2 separate regions of the Triticum aestivum genome follow, and region 1 is linked to region 2. The links are chromatin contacts, called in public Hi-C maps. All regions are on one chromosome and are shown on one strand. Each heading gives the region's core, a stretch centred on a gene start, on an enhancer-like site or on the middle of the called end of the contact. The rest is flanking DNA. Distances are from core to core; before and after follow the strand shown. Region 1 holds the start of LOC123169681 (protein FAR1-RELATED SEQUENCE 5). Region 2 holds the start of LOC123167438.

Region 1 (4,452 bases), core at 1,554-4,053, 200 kb before region 2:
GGAACGACAAAAGATCGGATGCTTTACATCGAGAAGTGTGCCAATTCCAAAGCTGTAACTATTTTCATCCGCGGTGGTATGTTCTGATGTATATGTTTTTTCTTTTCTTCATATTGACACATGTATGCTCAGTGCTTTGTTGGGCCATGGAGGCATTATCCCACCAACCTCGAATCTGTTCGAGACACACTTTGCAGTTCATACTGGATAGCATGGATATTGTTATATAACAATTGGCAGTATTTGTACTTTGAATTTTCAAAGCAATGGTTTTAGAAGAAAATTTTAATGCATGTTGACTCCATATTAGATCGTACCAACTGTTAATTGTAATACATGAGAAATAATTCTTGTGGTCACTAGAACTGAAGAAATGCCAACTGTTTTTAATCGTGATAGTATTTTATCGTACTTGCCATACCTCAAGACGGCTTATAAAATGACACCAGTGAACTGCAAAATTTCTAATTTATGCCATGAACTATCCAAAGTCGTCCAATAGGCCCTCAAATGTTGATCTGGGTGATGTCGGAGTCTGTTGGCAACTAATCCAAATCATTGAGCTATATATTCAGTACCACCCTCAAAACCACTGTAGGGTTTAATATAACTCCTTGCCAGTTTGGAGCTCACTGGTTATGTAGTTCTGGGGCTTAATAAGGGCATGTTTGGTTTGTGCCCATGGTTGCCCTGTCAAGAAGTTGCTAGCCAAAATTTTGGTTGAGGTTTTGCTTGCCAACAGATTAGCTAGAAAGTGAACAGTTGGTAAATGAACATTTGCATGCCAAACAGTTGGTATCCATCCAAACAAAAAGCCAATGCTTCTTTTGTGATGACCGAAAAATTGGGAAGGTACACTTTGGTCACAATCTGAACATAACCTAGGCTGTTAAATCGGTAATAGTCATATCATAACATTAAAATCATCTGTACTATTTAGTTGTGTGCTGTTACTTTTTTAGGATTGTAAGATTGAAGTCCTCAAAATATCTGAGAAACACCAAGCCTAACTGCTGTTTTCCAGTCTTAGTTAGTACTACCTCCATCCTGGTTTATTGGTCCTCTTTGTATTTTGTGCCTAAATTTGACCATAGATTTAACTGACAAAATGTTAATGCATGTCACCAAAATTTATATTGTTTGATTCGTATTTGAACATAGTTTCCAATGATACTATTTTTTGTGACATGCATTCATATTTTGCTAATTAAATCAATGTTCAAAATTTGGCACAAAATACTAAGGGGACCAATAAACCAATACAGGGGTAGTATACATTTCAGTCATATCTAAGCTAATAATTTATACGGGTATCTTCTGATTGGTATATTCTGGCATTGCACAGGCAACAAAATGATGATTGAAGAGACCAAGCGAAGTATTCATGATGCTCTATGTGTGGCAAGGAATCTGATCATCAACAACTCAATTGTGTATGGTGGTGGCTCAGCAGAAATATCTTGCTCAATTGCTGTTGATGCTGCAGCAGATCGTCATCCTGGAGTCGAGCAGGTAATTGGGGTTTCGGAACTGGTACTACAAAAGAAAGCCATATATGTATTATGTTTTCTTCTAATTGTGCTTCTTTGTACTTTCAGTATGCAATCAGGGCATTTGCTGATGCTTTGGATGCCATTCCACTAGCTTTAGCTGAAAACAGTGGTTTGCCGCCTATTGATACTCTCACCGTCGTAAAATCCCAACATGTCAAGGTATTCTGTTTTCTCTGTTGATTTTGACATCACTTTATAATGTCGGTTGTCAGCCTGTTCTTCTCATGTTAAAAATCCTCCTTCTGTTATACTCCTACTAATTAGCCGCATGTGTTTTTATTTGTCTTGTGATAGAGTTTATTTCAGAAGTTACTTTTGGCTAGTGCCTGTGCTTAGTCCTTAGTCCTTCCCCACCTGGCATTGAGTGTGCTTGATGCTGTACACGTTGTACCATCATCTCAAGTCACATTATGTAGTGTACGATGTAAGGGTTCCAGAAACCAGCGCTGACCTTCTTGGCATGTCACTGCCAGTCACCAGTGTTTTTGAGCTTATATCTACCACACCCTCTGTAAACTAATATAAAATCTATATTAGTTTACAGAGGGAGTATTGTTATGTCATTCCTTCTGAACTGAGGGTAACATTTCATTTCTGAACATATTTCTAGGAGAACAATTCCCGCTGTGGCATCGATTGCAATGATGTTGGTACCAATGACATGAAAGAGCAGAATGTTTTCGAGACTCTGATCGGCAAGCAGCAGCAGATCTTGCTGGCAACACAGGTGGTCAAGATGATCCTCAAGATTGATGATGTCATAACGCCTTCTGAGTATTGATGACGCCTTCAAGAACGGAATCGACTGTGCTAAGTGGCATGCACTCCATTAGTCAGCATATTTTATATGGGTTGATTTGGATTTGCTCCTAGAATTCTTACATGGAGTGGTCACTTGTTTTGATTGACGAGCTATCTAGTTTTGTGACGTGAGTTCACACTTTGTAGAGCTTGAGACAGTAGCACATATCCTGTCGATACCAGTTTTAGCCCTTCGTTGTGTTGTTCGGATGCTTAATGCTATGGTTTTGGACCACTAATTTGTCTGCTTTATCGTAATTGTTTCATTTTTTTGTTCACTTTGTCTAAAGTATCTCAGGTAAAGTTGGTGTGGGTCAGACATATGATGTGTACCAAGTTACGGACGCGGCTCGTCTGCCGTGAAGAAGGCACGGCAGTAGCATAATCTCAGCCGTTCTTATCTCATCAAGCGCATCCAACGAACAGCAAAACAGCCCTATCCACGTACGCACGCAGGGCGCGTGCCAAATCTCTCCTTCCTTTCTTTCGCTGGCGCCAAAAAGCAGCCGCCGGCAGCGTCAAAAAGCAGCCGCCGGCTCGTATTCTGGCGCCAAAAGCCAGGTTCTCGGCTGGGCGCGGAGAGACGAAGACGATCATCCACTGGCGCGCCGCCGTGGCCGCCGGCGATCATCGCTGAAGACGGCGGGTCGTCGTTACAAACGGCGATCAACTCGGAAGACGGCGGGCTGCCGTGGCTGACGGCATTCGAACGCCGCTGCCTCCCTCCATTAACCCTCGCGCTCTCCATATTCTTGAAGGTAAAACACAATTCACGATCTTGTTTGCCGTCGGCCACAGTCCACCTTCACCCTCATCTTCTTATCTTTTCTACATCACTCTGAAGTCTGTTTAATCGCTGCTGATTTTGTGCAATCCACCCAAGTGAGCTTCTGTAGCATGGAGAACCAACAAATCAACGAGGAAAACCAGACCTCTGCTTCAATTGGGTAAGTGAGAAGCATTGCAACAACAGCAACATAATCCTCTTTATGTTTTAGACGAAACAATTGTGTCCAATCTCCTAACCATTGTCTGGTGTTGGCTATTTTACAGAAATGATGTACCAAGCTGGATACCACAAATTGGCATGAAGTTTAGCAGTTTGGATGAGGCTTGGATTTTTTGGGAGCATTATGGTGGCAGAGTTGGGTTTGGTGTTAGGAAAAGGTACTCAAATCCGAGCAAATTTGACGGAACAATTACTTCATGCAGATTTGTGTGTCGTAAAGAGGGTCGTCGAGGAAAAGACAAAAGAGATAAGCATATTAAGCAACCTCGAGCAGAAATTAGGACTGGTTGCCAAGCTCGTATGGGTCTCACAATAGATCGGGAAAATGGTAAATTACGAAGTTTTTGATCTTGTTCTTGAACACAATCACATGTTGCAGTTGCAAGAAACATGCCACCTCATGCCCTCACAGCGGAAGATAACTGAAATTCAAGCGTTTGAGATTGAAATTGCCGATGATTCGGGTATTGGACCAAAAGCTGCACATGAATCAGCTTGCCGGCGAGTTGGCGGATCATCCATCCTTGGCTACATTCAACGGGATCACAAAAATTACTTGCGTACTAAGCGCCAAAGGGAACTAAAATATGGTGAAGCAGGAAGTATCTTGAAATATTTCCAGGATAAAATCCGAGAAAATCCATCATTTCAATATGAGATACAACATGATTGTGAAGAACAGATCACAAATATATTCTGGGCTGATGCAAGAATGATAATTGACTATGCTCATTTCGGTGACGTTGTAACTTTTGACACCACATTTGGAACAAACAAGGAGCATCAGCCGTTTGGCGTATTTGTTGGGTTCAATCATTTCAGAGAAACTGTTATTTTTTTGGTGCTTGTCTTCTGTACGATGAAACATTTGAATCTTTTAGATGGCTTTTTGAAACTTTTCTGTCAATACACAATCAGAAGCAGCCCAAGACCATATATACCGATCAAGACATTGCAATGGGAAATGCAGTGGAGAGTGTGTTTTCAGCAACACGACATGGGCTATGCACTTTTCACATAATGCAAAATGCCGTTAAACATTTATCTTGTCGCAAGGACAAGGACAAGGACAAGGACAAAGAAAATGAA
Region 2 (4,554 bases), core at 1,853-4,352:
ATCAAAAAATGACTTTGCATTAGCCCCCAGTGCCATGGTGCATGCTGGCAGTGATATGGGACTTGCATATTTGATGTAATCTCAATTTGAATAATGTAGCCCCCAAGTGCCGAGTCGTAAGCCTGCAGCGACTCGGGACTATTCCTTCTATTGTAGATGAAATCATATCCATCGATAAAATAATATCCATTGCGCTAAAGCGACTTTCAAAACCTCAATCATAATACTGGTTATTGATAACCATAATAAAAATCCAGCCATGTTGGCTATTAAAGATTTGAATAATATAATCCAATGATTTATAAGCGCATGATTCCAATGGCGCAATCCAAATATATACTGGTGACTTATAGTCGAAAGCCAGGCCGGGTTAATAAACACAGGATAAATTATACTCATAAAACATTATAAAACTAAAAATCAAGAAGGATTTAAATAATCATAATTGTGGTGTTGCACCGATCAAGAGGGTTTAAGCTATGGTTCGGATACGACCAAAGCCCCCAAGTGATTTCCCTGGTGGCCTTACGCCAATCAAGAGGTGTTAGCTATGGTTCGAATACGACCAAGCCCCCAAGTGATTTCCCTGGTGGCCTTACGCCAATCAAGAGGCGTAGCTATGGTTCGAATACGACCAAGCCCCCAAGTGATTTCCCTGGTGGCCTTACGCTGATCAAGAGGTGTAGCTATGGTTCGAATACGACCAAGCCCCCAAGTGATTTCCCTGGTGGCCGTACGCCGATCAAGAGGTGTAGCTATGGTTCGAATACGACCAAGCCCCCAAGTGATTTTCCTGGTGGCCTTACGCCGATCAAGAGGTGTAGCTATGGTTCGAATACGACCAAGTCCCCAAGTGATTTTCCTGGTGGCCTTACGCCGATCAAGAGGTGTAGCTATGGTTCGAATACGACCAAGTCCCCAAGTGATTTTCCTGGTGGCCTTACGCCGATCAAGAGGTGTAGCTATGGTTCGAATACGACCAAGCCCCCCAAGTGATATTGTGAGCTGTGCTCAAGGGGCACCTATGTTTGAGCTGTGCTTTTGCAGCAGACTCTCTTTGGTCCCTTTAATTTTTCCTGAGAACTCGAACTTGCGAGAGATTATTCTTTTGAACCAGAAATTCTTAAACCGGATACTGAGAGCTTCAAATCTTTGTGGGAGACAACCTTCCCTTGAGCCGGATTTTAAACCGGAATCCTTCTTTTTAAGCCGGAAATTTTCTAACGGCCTTTAAATTTGCACCAATATGGCGGTTTAGGGTCCTGCATTAGATAACTTTGCAAGCCGGAGTAATTGCTCTTTTAAAGAAAGCCATATATAATATAAAAATATACTGGATGGATTTCACCTGAAATGTCAGGCCAGTAAATATCCACCGCAGAGTTGATGATCATCACGGTGAAGCTGAAATTAATCACGGCCAAGTCGACCGCGGGAGCGGACAGATGAGCCGGCCGCGGTGTTGTAAGCCTGTACGGACGGACGAGTCAATCGCAGGCGCAATAAACCGCGCAGACGGATGAGTCAATCATCGACACAATAAGCCGCTCGGACGGGAGAGTCAATCCCAGGCACGGTATCTATCCATGATACAACAATCATCCTTGCCGTGAACAAGAGCAAAAGTACTGGTATTGTGCAATATTCCTACTTCCGTTAGCTTTCTTCATCAATATGTGCCCAAGTCACTTTACGTAAGTGGCAGAGATAGCTTTTTTAACCTTTTACTCTGTATGGGATTTTTTGTCTAGCCCTGTAACCTTCACGTGATGAGTAGGAGTGCTAATTGGAAGTTTTTGATTATTGGGTTGGCTTCGGCCTTCACGTGGACTGTAGATGACTTTTTGTAGGAGTAGTAATGGATGTCCGCTGGCTTTGCTGATTGGTTGTGCTGCTTTGAAGCGGGTTGTACTGCTTTCAATCAGGCGCTCAAAGGCAAGGCTGCTCAGCAGCAAAGTCACACACGAGCTATGACAGACAGATTGGCACGAGGCCGGTGACGAAGGCGAGACCGCTCGACGGCAACTCAGGCGCTCAGCGGAGGCGCTCGGCGACTGCCCCATCCGGCGGGTCAGCAGGGTGGTTTCAAAGCGCCTGGCGAGTCAGCGGCCGGCGGGTTAGCGGAGGTAGCAACCGAGTCCTGACGCAGTTCTAAAGGTGATTGAGGAGGCTCTCGGTGAAAAGGGGCAGTGACTCGGCGGAGGCAGTGGCGACTTGAAGCAGAGGCAGCGCGAAGCCGACACACCGATGAGGGCAGCTCGAGTCAACGGGGGCGGGTGGCCCAGCCTGCTCGAGGCACGGCGGCAGTGGCCGCAGGGCGGCTCATGGCGAGGCGCTTGGAGACCCGGGCCGGCCCTGGGGTATGGCCAAAGGGGCGACGGCCCAGGGCCCAGGCCGGGGAGGGGGCCCATGATGCAGTATAACTATAGTCCAGCAAAAATAGGTAAGAAATCCCTAAAAAATACTCCCTCCGTCTTAAAATAAGTGTCTTGAGTTTAGTATAAATTTGTACTAGAGCTAGTACAAAGTTGAAACACTTATTTCGGTACGGAGGTAGTAGGTAAGAAAAAAATTCCAGAGAAAAGAAACGAATCTAGCGATTAGCGAAGCGTCCGGCGGCGTTACTCACGCCTGATGCGACGCACGGCCGCTTGTTTCTCTTGTGAAACAAATCAATCAAAGATCTCAAGCCTTTCGCTCGGCTTCGTCCTCTCGTCGGTTCGTCTTCGAACGTGCGTCCTCTCGTCGGTCACAGTCGGCCTGCCTGTTTCTCGGCCGCCTCTGCGTGCGCCGCGCAGCAGTCCGTAGCCCGGCCATCCGGCATCGGTCAAGGCGGCAATACATTATACGTATGTGAGCCGTGAGCGCACCACAGTACGTACTGCCAATAACGTACAGGGTACGTATCCATCCATGTTCCTGATCCATCCCCTCAAACGCCAATCTTTCCCTACTAATAAAGCACTGATTGCTTCTGGTCGTCCGTCATTAGCCTTTTTGCTGAAAAGTCCCCTTGGTTTTGGGAATTCAACCCGCGGTTCTATTTTAAGTGACTAGCAGAGAAAACGTTTCGTTCTTACAAAAAGAACCCTGCATTTTGGTGTATTCCGGCCGCGATTCTCTTTCAGATGGCTCTGAGACACGCTGCAAAAAAGACCCGTGCAGAACGAGCAGCTGTGGCCTGTGGGCGGCGGAACGACGGCGGTGGCTGCTTGCACGGGCCAGATCCGTGCACGGCAGGGGCTGGGGAGGCTGATTCGGAGGCGGGCGGCGACGCCGGGGTCGCCAGTGACGATGAGGAAGGCTGGGGCGTGGCCTCCCGGGCGGATCCATGACATCTGCGGCTCCTGGGCGGAAAGAAGAATGGAGGTGAGGGAGAGAAGAAGGGAGAAAGGAGGGGAGGTGTGGCGTCCTAGGCAGGAGCTCGCCAGAGCGGGGCGACGGTGGACGGGCGCAGGAGATGGAGGGATTTGGAGCCGGCCGGTCGAGCGACACCAACCAGGCCACAGGTGGCGTAGACTTGACCATCAGGTAATTAATCGATTCATCTCCCCTCTTTTCCTACTTCCCCTCGATCTGGTCCTCAATCGCCATGTTCTCGAGCAACAGAAATCACTCATTCTTCATGTTCTTGAGTCGCAGAAACCATGGGTCAGCCAAGTTTTCTGATATATTGCTAATATGCTGTCAAATTGCAGGGGCCTATCAAATTTTGTAATATACAGATGCTATTATGCTGTCAAATTCCACCGGTCTACATATTCCATGTGCAAAGTAAAGAAATTCAGTTGTTGCAGCTTGCAAACAAGCAAAAACACGACCAGTCATCTGCAGAATTAATCTACATGTAAATAAGATTTCTCTTCCAACCATCTTTCAAAGATAAAATCGTACAGAAAATGAATCAGTTTTAACTAATACAAGTACACACCACATTCGGCTCGACAATTGTTCATCTCCCTCCCATTTTTTCTTTTATGTTTCCAGTTCAATCAAGTCAGGACATCACAGGTCTACAATGCCATTTTTCGTCACATTCATAGCAAGCTTGCATGTTCCTTCTATTCACAACAGTACCTAGCACATACACAAGTTTGTTGGCCGCCGGAGTTGCTGCACTCGTGGTCGTCGGAGTCTGCCACCATGATCATGCTCCACATGCATGTGGTCTTCGAGTCAGTGTGACGCCCATGTGGTTGTCCTCTAGCAGAGCCACGTTGACTGACCGTGGGAGCCGGAATCTTGGTGTGTGGCCGACGGCCGTGCCGCCTGTGGTTGTCTTGGTCTCGCTGGCTGTTAGGACACCTATTTCTGCTTCCTTCTGGATGAACAAGGGAGATGGACGTGTCAGTAGAATTTGATCTGATTGATTGATCGGTTTCTTTTGATGGCTTTTTGTGACATGTCTGTTATGTTTCAGAATCTTTTTGAAACTGAAATCTGAAAAGAGCATGAGTTTGACAGGATTTTATATATCCTTCAGTTGCTTACTGTAACATGTACCTTCTGGTAGATTGATGTAGGTAGAATCATACTGACTTCCTGTAATTTTGT

Evidence for each region. Hi-C and Micro-C count contacts between places; a contact is called where the count stands out from the background.
Region 1: a contact with region 2 is called in a Hi-C map of leaf, with 3 times the contacts expected there. The contact joins the promoter of LOC123169681 here to the promoter of LOC123167438 in region 2. A contact is called at or near these places in 2 of 5 Hi-C or Micro-C datasets (both in leaf).

Annotation. Positions count from the first base shown.
Region 1 is chr7D:471,849,690-471,854,141 of IWGSC CS RefSeq v2.1, reverse strand. It overlaps LOC123169681 (protein FAR1-RELATED SEQUENCE 5), which reads left to right and starts at 2,803. Exons shown (of 4, transcript XM_044587557.1): 1 at 2,803-3,301; 2 at 3,408-4,452. The coding sequence starts at 4,321. It overlaps LOC123169679 (T-complex protein 1 subunit epsilon), which reads left to right. Exons shown (of 9, transcript XM_044587556.1): 6 at 1-76; 7 at 1,346-1,512; 8 at 1,599-1,712; 9 at 2,164-2,632. The coding sequence ends at 2,334.
Region 2 is chr7D:471,651,197-471,655,750 of IWGSC CS RefSeq v2.1, reverse strand. It overlaps LOC123167438, which reads left to right and starts at 3,102. Exons shown (of 4, transcript XR_006483929.1): 1 at 3,102-3,531.